2 separate regions of the Mus musculus genome follow, and region 2 is linked to region 1. The links are chromatin contacts, called in public Hi-C maps. All regions are on one chromosome and are shown on one strand. The core of a region is the stretch at or near the end of the contact, and the rest is flanking DNA. Distances in the headings are between cores, read along the strand shown. Region 1 overlaps Sidt1 (SID1 transmembrane family, member 1). Region 2 overlaps Boc (biregional cell adhesion molecule-related/down-regulated by oncogenes (Cdon) binding protein).

Evidence for each region. A called contact is a pair of places that touch in the nucleus more often than the background predicts.
Region 2: a contact with region 1 is called in a Hi-C map of the Ba/F3 cell line, with 3 times the contacts expected there. The contact joins two enhancer-like sites. A contact is called at or near these places in 1 of 15 datasets of contacts at CTCF or cohesin (stem cell-derived epiblast-like cells), 56 of 484 Hi-C or Micro-C datasets (the 3T3-L1 cell line, 3T3-L1-derived adipocytes, the Ba/F3 cell line and 29 more), 3 of 115 datasets of contacts at active chromatin or transcription factors (astrocytes and embryonic stem cells) and 1 of 9 other capture datasets (embryonic stem cells).

Annotation. Positions count from the first base shown.
Region 1 is chr16:44,240,137-44,246,711 of GRCm38.p6, forward strand. Sidt1 (SID1 transmembrane family, member 1) reads right to left here. Exons shown (of 25, transcript NM_198034.3): 22 at 5,197-5,302; 23 at 4,999-5,109; 24 at 3,332-3,445; 25 at 44-1,563. The coding sequence ends at 1,501. Among named protein-coding and RNA genes, the nearest start is that of Usf3, 70 kb to the left of the region's middle. Within about 2 kb of position 2,680, at least 20 of the 459 cell types and tissues checked have an H3K27ac peak or open chromatin away from gene starts, as enhancers often do. A contact at or near this core is called in the Ba/F3 cell line, where this site is marked.
Region 2 is chr16:44,481,303-44,487,877 of GRCm38.p6, forward strand. Boc (biregional cell adhesion molecule-related/down-regulated by oncogenes (Cdon) binding protein) reads right to left here. Exons shown (of 19, transcript NM_172506.2): 16 at 6,315-6,550; 17 at 6,048-6,127; 18 at 5,410-5,600; 19 at 3,743-4,497. The coding sequence ends at 4,310. Cfap44 (cilia and flagella associated protein 44) reads left to right here. Exons shown (of 35, transcript NM_001033247.1): 35 at 1-1,126. The coding sequence ends at 130. Among named protein-coding and RNA genes, the nearest start is that of Gm30064, 46 kb to the right of the region's middle. Within about 2 kb of position 3,484, at least 19 of the 459 cell types and tissues checked have an H3K27ac peak or open chromatin away from gene starts, as enhancers often do. A contact at or near this core is called in the Ba/F3 cell line, where this site is marked.

The DNA.
Region 1 (6,575 bases), core at 1,430-3,929:
GCGAACGAGAGAGCATTCTAGGAAGAAAGACGGCACAAAATTATTCATGGAAATTATCTTTGAATTTTTAAAACCAGGAGAAGCTTGCTGTTCAAACGTCCAAAACACATATTTGAACACAGATATTTGAAAGAAAGAATGATAGTTTTTCAAAAAGAGGCCTGCCCCATCCACTTCCTTACTAAATGCTCAAGAGAGCACAGGTGAGGAGTAACTTCGATTTCACAAGCAAGTAGGCATGTGTGCACACACTTATATGTCTATTTTCTGATGACATCATACTCCACACAACCAGGAAGCCTGATCAAAATGGGGCTTCTCCTCGAGTTTGCCAGGTGGCATGAGAGAAGAAAGCTCGAACATTGCGCTTTTTTGTTTTTTGTTTTTTCTTTTACATCCTCCTGGGAACAGAGAATGGGATCCTGTAAGAGGTGATTAGTCATGACCTCTGTGACTCATCCAGTTGTGGGGGGAGGGAGGAGCACGTGCCCATCCTGAGTTACTGCTGGGAACTTTGGGCAGATAGTCGGGAACCCTGATCTGCGTAAGTGACAGGTTCAGGTGTGGAGGACAGCAGGGTAATCCCGGGAAAAGGCTATAATGGGCATAGATTGAGCTGTGTGTCTGGGGACCACCAAGCACGGTTGCTTTTTTGCTCCAGGATCCAGAGTCACTGAGGTGAATGCTGCCTGTCTAATGCTCAGCCACTAAGCGCTGTCCATCACTTCCACTGCTGTGGAAAGCATTTTCTCCATCTGTGTCCATCTTGGAGCTGTTAGAAGTCTAGGGAGAAAGAGGGACCTTCTAAGAAGGCCGCATCAGAGTGCAGAGTCAGCATCCAACAGTGAGATGAAGACCTGAAGAAGCAGGTAATCACCCAGGCCTTGGATCCACAAACGTTCAGAAGTGTGCATGTCTACATCCCATCCCAGAGCATTCCCAGCCCTGCCAGGAATTCCGCATTCCTTCTGAAGAGGTGACTTAGCTTGACTTACTAGAATGTCTGTCTCCAGTTGGGTGGGGACTTGGTCCCACTTCTGCACCGTATTCTGAGGAGTTCGGTCCCCTAAGAGGCCGGGGAAGAATTCGATGGTGCTTTGGCCTTCTATAGCAGCAGGTGTCTCAGAGGTGTGGAAGTGGCCACACTGAAGGTTCTAGGTGGGAGGTCTGAGTAGCTGGTTTCTCTGGTCAATATCTATGAGGATGGGAGGGGCCAGGTGGAGAAGCTGGCCTGATGCAGCTTGTGTCTAGACTGAACTCTACGTTGCAAACAGAGGTTCTTGAGCCTCCAGACTATGTCTCTGTGCGCAACAGGGCATCCCTTCTACCATTCTTGAGGTTTAGTTCAGTCCCAAGCTCTTCCTGTGTGAATTCAGACACCCTTGACTCCCTCCAGGCAGGTGGAGCGTCTGGCAGTGGGCAAGCTGCTACACTCACCGTGTTTTCCACAAAACAGCACCAAGGTGGGTTGCTCCGTCTTCCCCCTGTGATGCTGGGTGCTCAGAAGACAGGGATCTGGTCTCTCCGGACCACATCCAGGTCATCATCCAGGGTCAACAGCACCTGGAGTGAGAGGGTTGGAGATGGGAAGAGAACATCCGTGAAAGGATCTTAAACAGGAAGAAGGCACATGAGATAGAACACAGTCTATTTCACAATTGTATCTGTGAAGGTTGGGAGCTCAGGCCAGAGGATGGTAAAATACTTGGGTAAGTGTCCTGGATGGTGACTAAGGGAAATGAAGTATAGCAATCGCTGTACAAGAAGAGAGGGAGGAAGAATTTTAGAATACAACCCACAGGATCAACTAAGCAGGGATCATAGGAGCTCCCAGAGGTTATCAACAATCACAGACAGACCCTGTACGGGTATGAGCTAGGTCTTCCATATATGGTTCTTCTTTTGTTGTTTTTTGTTTTCCGAGACAGGGTTTCTCTTTATAGCTCTGGCTGTGTCCTGGAACTCACTTTGTAGACCAGGCTGGCCTCGAACTCAGAAATCCGCCTGCCTCTGCCTCTCGAGCGCTGGGATTAAAGGCGTGCGCCACCACTGCGCCCGGCCCATATATGGTTCTTGTAGGGCCACTAACAAGGGTTTGGGTGTCTCTGACTCTTTTGTGTGCTTGGGACGCCTTTCCTCCTACTGTGTCACATAGTTCAGCCTTGATATGAAGGTTTGTGCCTATTTTTATGTAACTTATTATTCCTTGTCCAGGTAACATCCCTGGGAAGCATGCTCTTTTTTGGGGGGTGGGGGTGGGGATAGAGGAGGAGTGGATCTAGGGGAGGAGGAGGGAGGAAGGATGGACTGGGAGGAGTGGGGGAAGGGGAAACTGCAGTTGGGATGTAATTTATGTAAAGAAAAAATTAAAATAAAAAGGAAGTAAGGGAGAAGGGGAAGTAGGAGGTAGGGAGGGAAGGGGAAGGGAGGAAGAGGGAGAGGGAGAGGGAGAGGGAGAGGGAGAGGGAGAGGGAGAGGGAGAGGGAGAGGGAGAGGGAGAGGGAGAGGGAGAGGGAGAGGGAGAGGGAGAGGGAGAGGGAGAGAGCACTTCAATTCCCACCCTACACAGAACCACTAGCTCCATTTTGTTATCTTTTGTCCCCCTATGGGAAAAGTCCAAGGGTCAGAGAGATTGGCTGAACTTTCCACACTGGCCACTAGAGGGAAGCCATGCTCTGCTTTTGTGTGATTGCATGGTTGGCCTCAGAGGGCTTGAAGCCATCTTGCAGTGACAACCCAGTTATCACCCCAGCCTGTGTTCAGGCACCACAGACATTTAATTAGGGGGAGGGGGAGGACTAAATGCTGACGGTGGTCATCTTCTAGAAGCATGTCTACTCATGGATACTGGGAAGGGGCACAGCAAACTACAGGGACCCTAGATTTGGAACATGCTCATTAGGTGGCTTCTCTGGGAACTTAATCTTCACAAAATCCATAGTGAGACGACTGGAGGAAGGGAAGGAAGAGAGTCTATTATGAAAAGGAGGAAGTCCACGGATGAATTAGTGAGTGCCCTAAGTGGTTCCTGGGGGAATTCTGAGCATTTAAATCCAATAACCAACTCCATCCAAGGGCACTGTGCAACTTAAGGAAAAGAGTTTGGTCACTCTGTGTGTCCAAACATTGAAAAGTAGAGGAAAATGAAAGTTATGATATCACACAAGGTTACAGTAAAACAAAACAAAACAAAACAAAAAACCAAAACCACGAGATGGTGAGTGCATTGACTTGCAATGAAGAACTGCAGGAAATAACCAGAAGGAATAAAGGTTCGAGGAGCAGAAGGGAACTGTGAGACTTAAGACAGGGGGAGACCCAGCTGACTCACCAGGAATGAGAAAAACAGGGCAGTCGCAGAGAGGAAGTGCCAGATGTCATGGTCATCAAAGAAATCCAGCAGGACACACTCACGGTTCTTCTCCCGGGATTCTGCAGGGGTCCCCTGTGGGGAAAGTGCGACAGATATAGGCAAGAATCCCATGGTTTGAGTATTTCAGGGTTTGGTTTTGAGGAAGCTACAAAAATCCTACTAAGCGCCCAGAAAGTCAGCTTTCAAGGATTGTGCATACAGTAGCTCAAAGCAACGTTTATTATAACAATGTGTATAATAGTTCCAGAATGGAGATAACTCAAATGTCCATCAAGAGATGAACGGACTGGTTACACGTACTGTACTGTGTCCCGCAGGGCAAGACTTTTCAGTAATTAGAGGACATGTTGATGCAGGGCCACTCCATGGAGGACCTAGACACTGTTACACTGTACTCTGCATGGATAAAACCAGGCTCAGGGGCACATGGTATGTGGGTCTACCTCTGGGAGAGTGGTCCTCAACTTGTTAGTCAGGACTCCTTTGGGGCTGGGGGTGGGGTCATACATCAGATCTTTCATATCAGCTATGGATATCATAATTCATAACTAGCAAAATTACAGTTATGAAGAAGCAACAAGATAATTTTATGGTCAGGGCTCACCACATCATGAGGAACTGTGTTAAAAGGTCGCAGCATTAGGAAGCTTGGGGACCACTGCTTTAGGAAATGCCCAGACTGACCACTCTATAGCCATAGAAGGCGGGGTAATGGCTGGCAAGTGCTACTACTTCAAGAAGAAACAAAATGGCTGCTCACTAGTTTTCTTTCTGGGGTCATACAACTGTTCTAAAATCAGATGTGCTGATGCTGTGGTAGAGTTGAGACTTCACGCATGTGCTTCAGACACAGCACTGGTTTTATGAGACATCAGCTTTCCTGCCTACAAGACAGACATAGAACCCTGCCCTGCTCTGCCCTGCTCCACCCCTGCATTTGATGGATGACGACTATGATGAGAGAGACCGTGACAATATGGTAATCAAGTGTTAAATATCTTCTGCAAACAGACTGTAGGAGACAGTGAAGAAGATGTTTGTGGCATCTACAGGGCTTTCAAGTTGATGTAGCATGACCTCAGTAAGGTCACTTGCTGACTAAGTGTGCTCATTAAACCTTCTCTCTTCTGAAGAAGCTGTGAATTTAGATAATGGGGAAACATAAGAAGCAAAAGAGCAAGAGAGGGAGGAAGGTACAAAAGGCATGATGAAGCAAGAACTGCCGAGAGAGAGAGAGCGAGAGAGAGAGAGAGAGAGAGAGAGAGAGAGAGAGAGAGAGGAAGAAGAAGAAGAAGAAGAAGAAGAAGAAGAAGAAGAAGAAGAAGAAGAAGAAGAGAAGGAGGAGGAGGAGGAGAAAGAGGAAGAAGAAGAGGAGGAGAAAGAGGAAGAGGAGAAAGAGGAGAAAGAGGAGAAAGAGGAGAAAGGAAGAAGAGGAGGAAGAGGAAGTGGAGGAGAAGGAGGAGGAGGAAGAGGAAGTGGAGGGGAAGGAGGAGAAGAAGAGAGAGAGAAAGAAGGAGAAGGAGGAGGAGAAGGATAAGAAGACGAGAGGGAGACGGAGAGGGAGAAGAAGAGGGAGAGGAAGGGAGGAAGGGAGGAAGGGAGGAAGGAAGGAGCAGGGCTCTTACCTCCCAGCTGCTGAGGTTCTGGAAGAAGAAGTACAGTGCCGCAGCCCACACCACGGCAGTGGCCGCGATGCAGAAGACTGGTAGCGGGAGGACTTTCTCAGAGCTTCGAAGCTGTGGAGAGATGGAAACCACTGAAGCTGGAGCCTCAGCTGCCGGCAGGCCCCTGGTGCGGCCAGCTCCTCGCGCACGAGTGCTCACCTTCATGATGATGTAGAAAGCCAAGTACAGCAGCAGGTTGCAGATGAAGATGCCCAGCATGTAGGAGGCAAAGTCCCTGGGCCGGTAGATCAATCCAAAGAAGGCACTGTGGATGCGGATAGAGTGTTAGCAGAAGGTAAAAGGGGGTACCACGAGTGGATCCTTAACCACTGCTGGGGCGTTCACTGATAACACACTTTTAAATATAGGCCTGCATTGTTTCATGGCAGGGCTACATTCTGAGAAATGCACAGCAGGTGGGTGTGGTATTGTGTGAACATCTAGAATGCATTTACACAAGTCAAGATGGCCACCATGTTGTTTGGCCACATCATCTTTTAGGACCACCGTGTACACGTGGTCCTCTGGTAATTGAAATGTCTTTAGATGCTGAGTGACAATTATACAACTTAATGAATGATAAAACTTTTAATTTATTATATTCACTTCTAGTGGGTTCACAAAGTTCTTATAAGATGTGAAGAGCCATCTTTCCTTTCTGAGTAAAATTGTTTTCCCAGAATCCTTTAGTTTTTTTCATGAGTATAAACAGCACTGTTGGGGATAAGTGAACACTTGGGATAGACCACATTTGCTTACATTTAAGATTATTAGTTAGAGCTGTGAGATGGCTCAGTGGTTGAAAGCACTGACTGCTCTTCCAGAGGTCCCGAGTTCAAATCCCAGAAACTACATGATGGCTTACAACCATCTGTAATGGGATCCAGTGCCCTCTTCTGTTGTGTCTGAAGACAGCCACAGTGTACTCACATATAAAATAAATCCTTGGGAAAAAATTATGAGTTCATCAGACACGATTGCAGCAAGTATGATTACCCTAGTAATTGGCTTGACAGATGTTATGAGTTTACGCAACTGTCCATATTTAATTTAGCACCAATGTTTATTCTGTCTGAAGGTTAACTTTAAATTTGTTTTAAAATTCTATTCAGTATAACAAAATATTTGTAACCTGTCTTCTCCAAGACAGGGTTTCTCTGTGTATTCCTGGCTGACCTAAAACTTGCTCTATAGACCAGGCTGGCCTCTGCCTTCCAAGTGTTGAGATTAAAGGCCCATGTCACCATACCTGGTATGGCATGTAACTCTTCTTCATCTCCTTATTTAAAGGATTTTTTCCTGTTTAAAAATAATATACGTTTAAAACCCACAGTGTGATGGATCATGTATACTGGTAATCCTAGCACTTTGGAAGCTGAGGCAGGAGGACTGCCATAAGTTTGAGGCTATCCTGGGCTACACAGTAAGGGCCAGATATGTCAGGACTAGATAGCAAGACCCTGTCTCAAGAAAAGCGAACATAGCATAAAACAAAACAATTGTATCTTGATTTTAGGGAACAAAAATTAATAATTGAA
Region 2 (6,575 bases), core at 2,234-4,733, 240 kb after region 1:
GGTCCAAACCCAGTTAGAGAAGATCACGGCCTTAAAAGAAGAGATTGAGCTTTTGCGGAAGAAGGGGGGGCTCCTCCTCCCGCCTATCACCCCCAAGCCAAAGAACGAGATGAAGCCCATGGACACTTAAGGTTGCCGTCGTCTCATTTCCACCAAGAGGCCCAGTGGACTTCACCGATCTACTTCCCCGTCACCCACAACAATCCTCTCGCTTTAAAGTGAACCGTAGTGTGAACTTAAAAAAAGGGGTCCTGCCCCGTGACTTAATATTTCCCCAGGTTAGAAATCACCGGGACGCTGACCTGTACTGTACTTGTGACTGTGCTGAGGAGACCAGTTAGACGTTTTCACCCTAGGTTGGATATGAAGAAGGCCGAGTCCCGTGGTTGCAAGAGAGCAAGCTGTTAGATGTGTTTTCAGAAGAGTAATCTGTTTCTCTGGTATTCCGAATATGTAGCCATTGGCAAGAAAAACTATTATTCAGCAACCCATGAGGAAACGTCCTTTTCTTAGTCCTTGGATCTTTAGAAAATAAACTGTTTGTGTTAAACAGTCTGTGAAAGGACATAAGAGAAAAGGCAAACCATCCTGCCAATAAGAACTTAGAATACGAAACGCAAACGCAAGCGTTGCTATTGTTGACTTCACAAAGCTCGGGACTGAGGAAATGCAGACAGACGCGGGGAAACAGCTCGCGTTGGGCTGGCAGAGGCGACTCCCTGATTTACCCAGTTTCTGAAAACTCCTCAATTCCGAGGCTCACGTTTTCCAAAACAACTCAGTCAGGGAAGCTTTGCTCTAGCGGCTCTCGGCGGCTCCAGCAGAATTCTACCTTCTGTCAGGCTTCACCTGAGTCTTTCCTGGTTCCGATCCAGACAAGGGAAGAAAATAGATTTTCATCTCTCCTAGGTTCTAACTCTTACAGTCAGTCGCTTTTGACTGTGGGTGACATTTTAAACTCAAGAGTGCAGTCTCCAGCTCAGGGAAGGGTTTATTGAAATTCATGGCTGCACCCCTCACAGCTTGATCTCCCTGACACTCGGTGTCGTGTCCCTCCAGCGGTGACACTTTGATTTCCCAGGTGAATTGTTACCAGAAGCCCCTGCTATGGCAGAGGGCTGTGCTGAAGAGTCCTTACTGAGTTTCTGTACTGCACATCTGAGAACACAATCGCCAGCGATGTACAGACAGGTCTGCGCCCTTCCACACAGAGTGTCAGAGTGTATTGAACAAGGCACATCAGGTTTATTGGCTGTGATTTATGGAGTAGCCTCATTTCCCCCCACAGCTGGCTATTGGTATTTGTAGCCTTTGACTACACTCTTGATCACTAATAGTAGAGCTCAGATCACAGGTTACATTTCACACAGTAAAATGTCATCTTTGTGAGCACACGTATCTGCAAATGGATACAAAGATGCTAGAGGCCACAGAGCCTAGAGAGGCCTCAACCAGAGGCAGCAAGGGCGCTGATATGAATGCAGTCCTTTAAAACGGTTAGGCGCTATTGAGGCCAGTTGGAAGCCAAGCCCAGATGATCCAAGCCACATGATCGAGCCCAGTTAGCTATCTGGAAGCAATGCTCAGGTTTGACACTAGCAGCAGAAATGCTGGACTTTTTTTGATGCAAGGCTCAGGGCTGGGTCCAGATGGACCAATGGCAGCATCATAGTAGAAGCCTCTAGAATGCTTTGTGTGTCAGCAATCCCTGGCACATTTTCTGGGGGTCAGATGACTGGCTAAAGGCTGTTCTCTCACAGTGTTAGATACTCTTCTTTTTATGGTGTCCAGATGAAGGTCGAAGTGTATTAGGTATGTTCTTGGGCCTGTTTGGGTTTTTTCTGATATAATTCTAACACATTCATGTATCTGCATGTTCCCTGTCTACTTTGGTGAGTTGGTAGGTAGTACGGTTTTCCTTGAAAGAATATCCTAAGCCTAACCCATGGTTCATGTTGGACATGGTAGTAGTGTTTGTGCATACCAACACAGCATGAAGAGTCTGCCTCTGGATTTTTGTATTGCTCATGTAAAGGGAGGCAGATTAAGGGCAAGGCCACCTAAAAAGCAATCAGTCGCTGGGCGTGGTGGCGCACGCCTTTAATCCCAGCACTTGGGAGGCAGAGGCATTCGAGGCCAGCCTGGTCTACAAAGTGAGTTCCAGGACAGCCAGAGCTATACAGAGAAACCCTGTTGCAACAAACAAACAAACAAACAAACAAAAAAGCAATCAGTCGTTGCCTCATACGGTATGAAGTAGATTGAAGTAACTCCGTCTCTCCACTCAGCTATGCCTTTCATTGATGAAGGCAAACAGGTGCTAATCATAGCCTTCATTGCTCATTCATTCATGCGTAAAAAAGTTGCCTCAAAACTTAGCTTTAAAAACAAGTTATTGAGCTAGAGGTTAGAGGTCTGTGGGTCTCAGGATCTGGTAGCAGACTTGGGAAACAGGATCCTAGGGAGCCTGGACAACTCCCTTCAGCGTCTGACCATCCTGAAAGAGTACAGTAAGCAGGGTGTCTATACGTTGCTTTTAGTGGCGCACACCAAAACCCATTTTGACATTTACTTTAGGTCACGGAGAGGTAGAAGGCAAAATTAGGTTTTACAAAAATAAAACAAGCTTCCAACAGCCTGTCAAGTTAACTACAGCTCAGATTTGAGCTGCATTAGCAAAGACTGCAAGCATTAGCTCTGCCCATTCCTCTCCTGGAAGTGACCGCTAAAGGCTTCAGTATGTGTTTGAAATCACATATCTTACTTCTTCCCTTGCAGGATTAGACCTCACGCTCTTATAATTTCCATGTTCCTTACACTTATTTCTATAAACACGTTAAAAGCCACTACCTTCCTGAAAATCATGCTGCATTTTGAGGACAGTTCTTATTCAGATTAGCCGTCTTTGTAGAAAAACGGATGCAAGGCTACCGATGGCTAGGTGCAGTACTCCTTTCCACCAGCAGATGGCGGCCTTATCCCAGTCTACCTTAGATCCTGCTTAGCAAATTCTTGGAAAAGCAGTCTGATACAACTCTTAATAAGATTAAATGTGTCAGGCTGAATTCCAACTCCTCATTTTCCTGAAATATACAATCCCTCCCCGCACAATGAATACTCAAAATGTGTGAAGACTTGCATTAAAATGTTCAGTTTCTTATTAAGTCTTGTGCCACACATAAAAGTTTTAAGTTCGCACGCACACACGCACGAATGCACGCTCACACACTTACCCCTATGAATGATCTTTTTGTGGAACAACATTAAATAAATGTTGGCTTGAAATGAGTCAACTCCTCCAGCAATGGTAACTTTAGAATGAAAGGAACCTACTAGGGACCACGTGTTAACGGGTGGCATAGTACTAAGCTAAATGGTGTTTTGGAAGCAATAGTTGGTCTTTTAAAACACACACACACACACACACACACATCCCTACACAAGAAGAATTCACTTCATTCCTTCAATATGGCAGATGCTCACCTCCAGTCCGGCAAGAGAACAGTGAATTTGCTTCCTGTCTGTGTATTCCTTCTTGGAGTAAGCAGTTTGTAGTGTCATGTTACATGAATCCAAATTCAGCATTCATTGTTTAAAGAGACAAAAAAATATGAAAAATATTTGCGACTGTTCCCAGATTTTATCTCTGATGGGTTGGAAATCATCTCGAGCAGGGCTTTACTGCAGCCACTCAAAGACGGGACGCCGGACGTCTAAAGAAAACGCTGACTCACTCGTGACTAAGATGAAGGTTACAAGGAAGACTAAACATTTATTTAGAAGTTACAGTGTTTGTTTTTACAGAGATATGTTGCCACCGATTATTGATTCTGGGAGACTGTTAATGCTTAGAGTGCTGTACACATCTGGGGCTTTTCTCGTGACATCTTGGAAACCTGTCCTGTGCCACCAAATTGGAGTGGCTTCCAGGTGGCTCCAGTCTGCGGCATGATGGCCTTTGCTTTATCCCTGTGTTCTTCATGAACAGTGTGCTTAGGGTCCTTCCACCAAGTGGCCCGAGGGCCTCCTGGTGTCCGTGGTAGCTGCAGGTTCTGGGATCCATCTGCAGCCTGACCATCTATGATACTCATTTCCACTGGTCTCCAGTTACTCAGCTGCTTGCTTTCTGTCTTGTGCCAGAAAGGGGAGGATTCCATATCTCTCCAGAATTATAGAAACACATATACATTTATTTACAAGTGCATAAATATATAAATATGGCTATAATAGAAAAATAAATACCAATTTTTCTCTGTCAACAAACAAACAAACAAACAATATATAGTCTTTCTGGGATATTAGCTTCGGCCTAAATTGTGGGAGGTGGTGTTTCAAAGGACACATGAACTGATGGGCTAGGCGAGAACCGCATCCCACGTTCCTGTCCTGTGTAGGTCCCTGATGGATGCTGGGAACTCCAGTCTCCTCCACCCACTTGGCAGGAGTCAGAACTGTCTACTTCTTCAACTGGTACAAGACCTAAACAGCACTGGGGCCCTGTGAGGGGAAAACGTAGGCGACATTAAAATCTAGACTCACTATGCAGTCCTGCGCTACTCTCTACCTATAGCTGGTCACACTGGCCCTGGAAGGGGAGGACCCTTACAATTCATCTATGTTGGGACCAAAGGCATTAGACTTCAAAGCACTCGACTTGTAGCCATCAGCTACGTACACACAAAACACAAAGGGATGCCCGGCTCTCTCTAGCCAGGCTGTGTTCTACCTCACGATCCAACCAAACCTTGTTTTCATGACGACTGGCCTGGCTTTGGAGCTGATGGTCTTTTAGAATTTCATGTCCTAGAGACAGGGTCTAGGGTCCTCATGGCAGGAGCATGCACCCCCGGGGAAGCTAAGAAACGCCAACTCATCCTCTGAAGTACCAAGTGCCCCAACTAAGTCCTGGTGGATTTGCTAGACGTAGGTAGAGAGGGAGCTATGGGCAGGGGTAGCACCCCCCCCCCCCCCCGGCCATGAACAAGTTTTGTGGGCGTAGACAGTTACTATGGTGACGTGTGCACATGCATGGCTTCCTGGTGACTGATAAGAACCAATCCCTAATTAAGACCTGACAGAACAGAGGATCAGAGAGGCCCCCATGTGATGAGGGGCAGAGAGACTCTGCGAATAGCCCTGAATCTCAAAAACAGAGAGCAAATAGGCTTCTTCCGTTGGAATAGAGGATGCGCTTTCTCTTCAGCCTTTGAGGACCACAGTTAGAGTGTTGGAGTCAGACCATACTGGGAAGGCCTCCTGGCCCTCTAGCCTTTAGTAGCAAATGAGTGGCCATCCATCCCCAACTCCCAAACACTCCCTTGAAGAAGTCCCTTGTCCTTTCTCCTCAAAGCCATCGCTGGGTTATGGGTGACCCCATCAGACAAGATCTCCCTGCCGCCCCTGGCTGACCTGAATGATATGGAGGGTCCCATGAAGATTCTAGTCCAGGACTTTCAGACGTTCGCCTCACTGCTGTTTGGCATGTGGTGACGGGTTGCTTCTGGAGGTGACAGCAGTCTTGAGGTTGGAGCAGCTGGTGAGTTGAGTCATCAGGCAGCGTGTATAAGAAAGCTCCTACTCCTGAGGCACACTGGGGACCTCTGCGTTGTACAAGACCAGATGGGGTGGGTTAGTGCAAGCAGAATGGGCGTGCACTTTCACTATCTGACATACATCACACCGGTCCCCTGTGAACATCAGGAGCTGCCCCACCAAATTCAGCCGGTGATAGTTGAGCTTTATTGTGGGAGGTGGCAAACTGGGTGTTCTGGGGCCTGTAGGCAAAGTTGGTTCTACCTCCAGGGTTTTGGTGAGCCAGTGAGTGACAGATGCTGAGAAACAACCGAAGCCCCTAAGCAGAAGAGTATCATAAGTGTGTACACAGCACCTTGCCCATGGGGTAACTGCCCCATCGGGCACAAATAGCAAACTTGGGGATCCCTGCACGAAGCGCTACTTAGCTCTGGTTGACCGACTTTGGATAGCGAAAGGGAATGGGAGGATTGGAGACTTGGGAATAAAAGTGGGAATGGGAGGGGCCTGGTTACCTGGCAACCTGCTGGTTCTGGAGGTCATATCCGTTGCTAACAATGGGCTGCCTCAGTTGGCTGTTGGTGTCTTCCCGCTGCTTGAAGGAAAGAACGGAAGGTCGTGACGGGAGCTCCTGGTGCAGTGCTCACCACTGAGCAGGATGAGCTGTGGTTAACTCTAGGGAGCTCAGCCCAGCAGCTCTGGATGAACAGGGGGAAGGCCCAAGAGGCAGCTCATTGTCCCGCCGTATGTGCACCCGGGGCTCACACTCAGGAACCCTTTACCTGGGCAAGCTCCCCTGGGCAGTGCTGCTGAGGCTTCCTGCCTGGACAGCCCACTGTAGCAGCAGGGCAGCCCCTGCTTCCGTGCACTCGACTGACACAGGCCCGTCCACTGACGCCACCAAGGTAGGGCTGCCCGTTGGCTTGGTGACCTGGAAGTCCCTCCAATGGCACCATTGTGTACTGGCACGAAGAAGACAGGAGGGCACTCCGAGGAAAACCCAGATCTGTTGTGTGTTCTGAAATAGAAGACGGGGGTCTCCT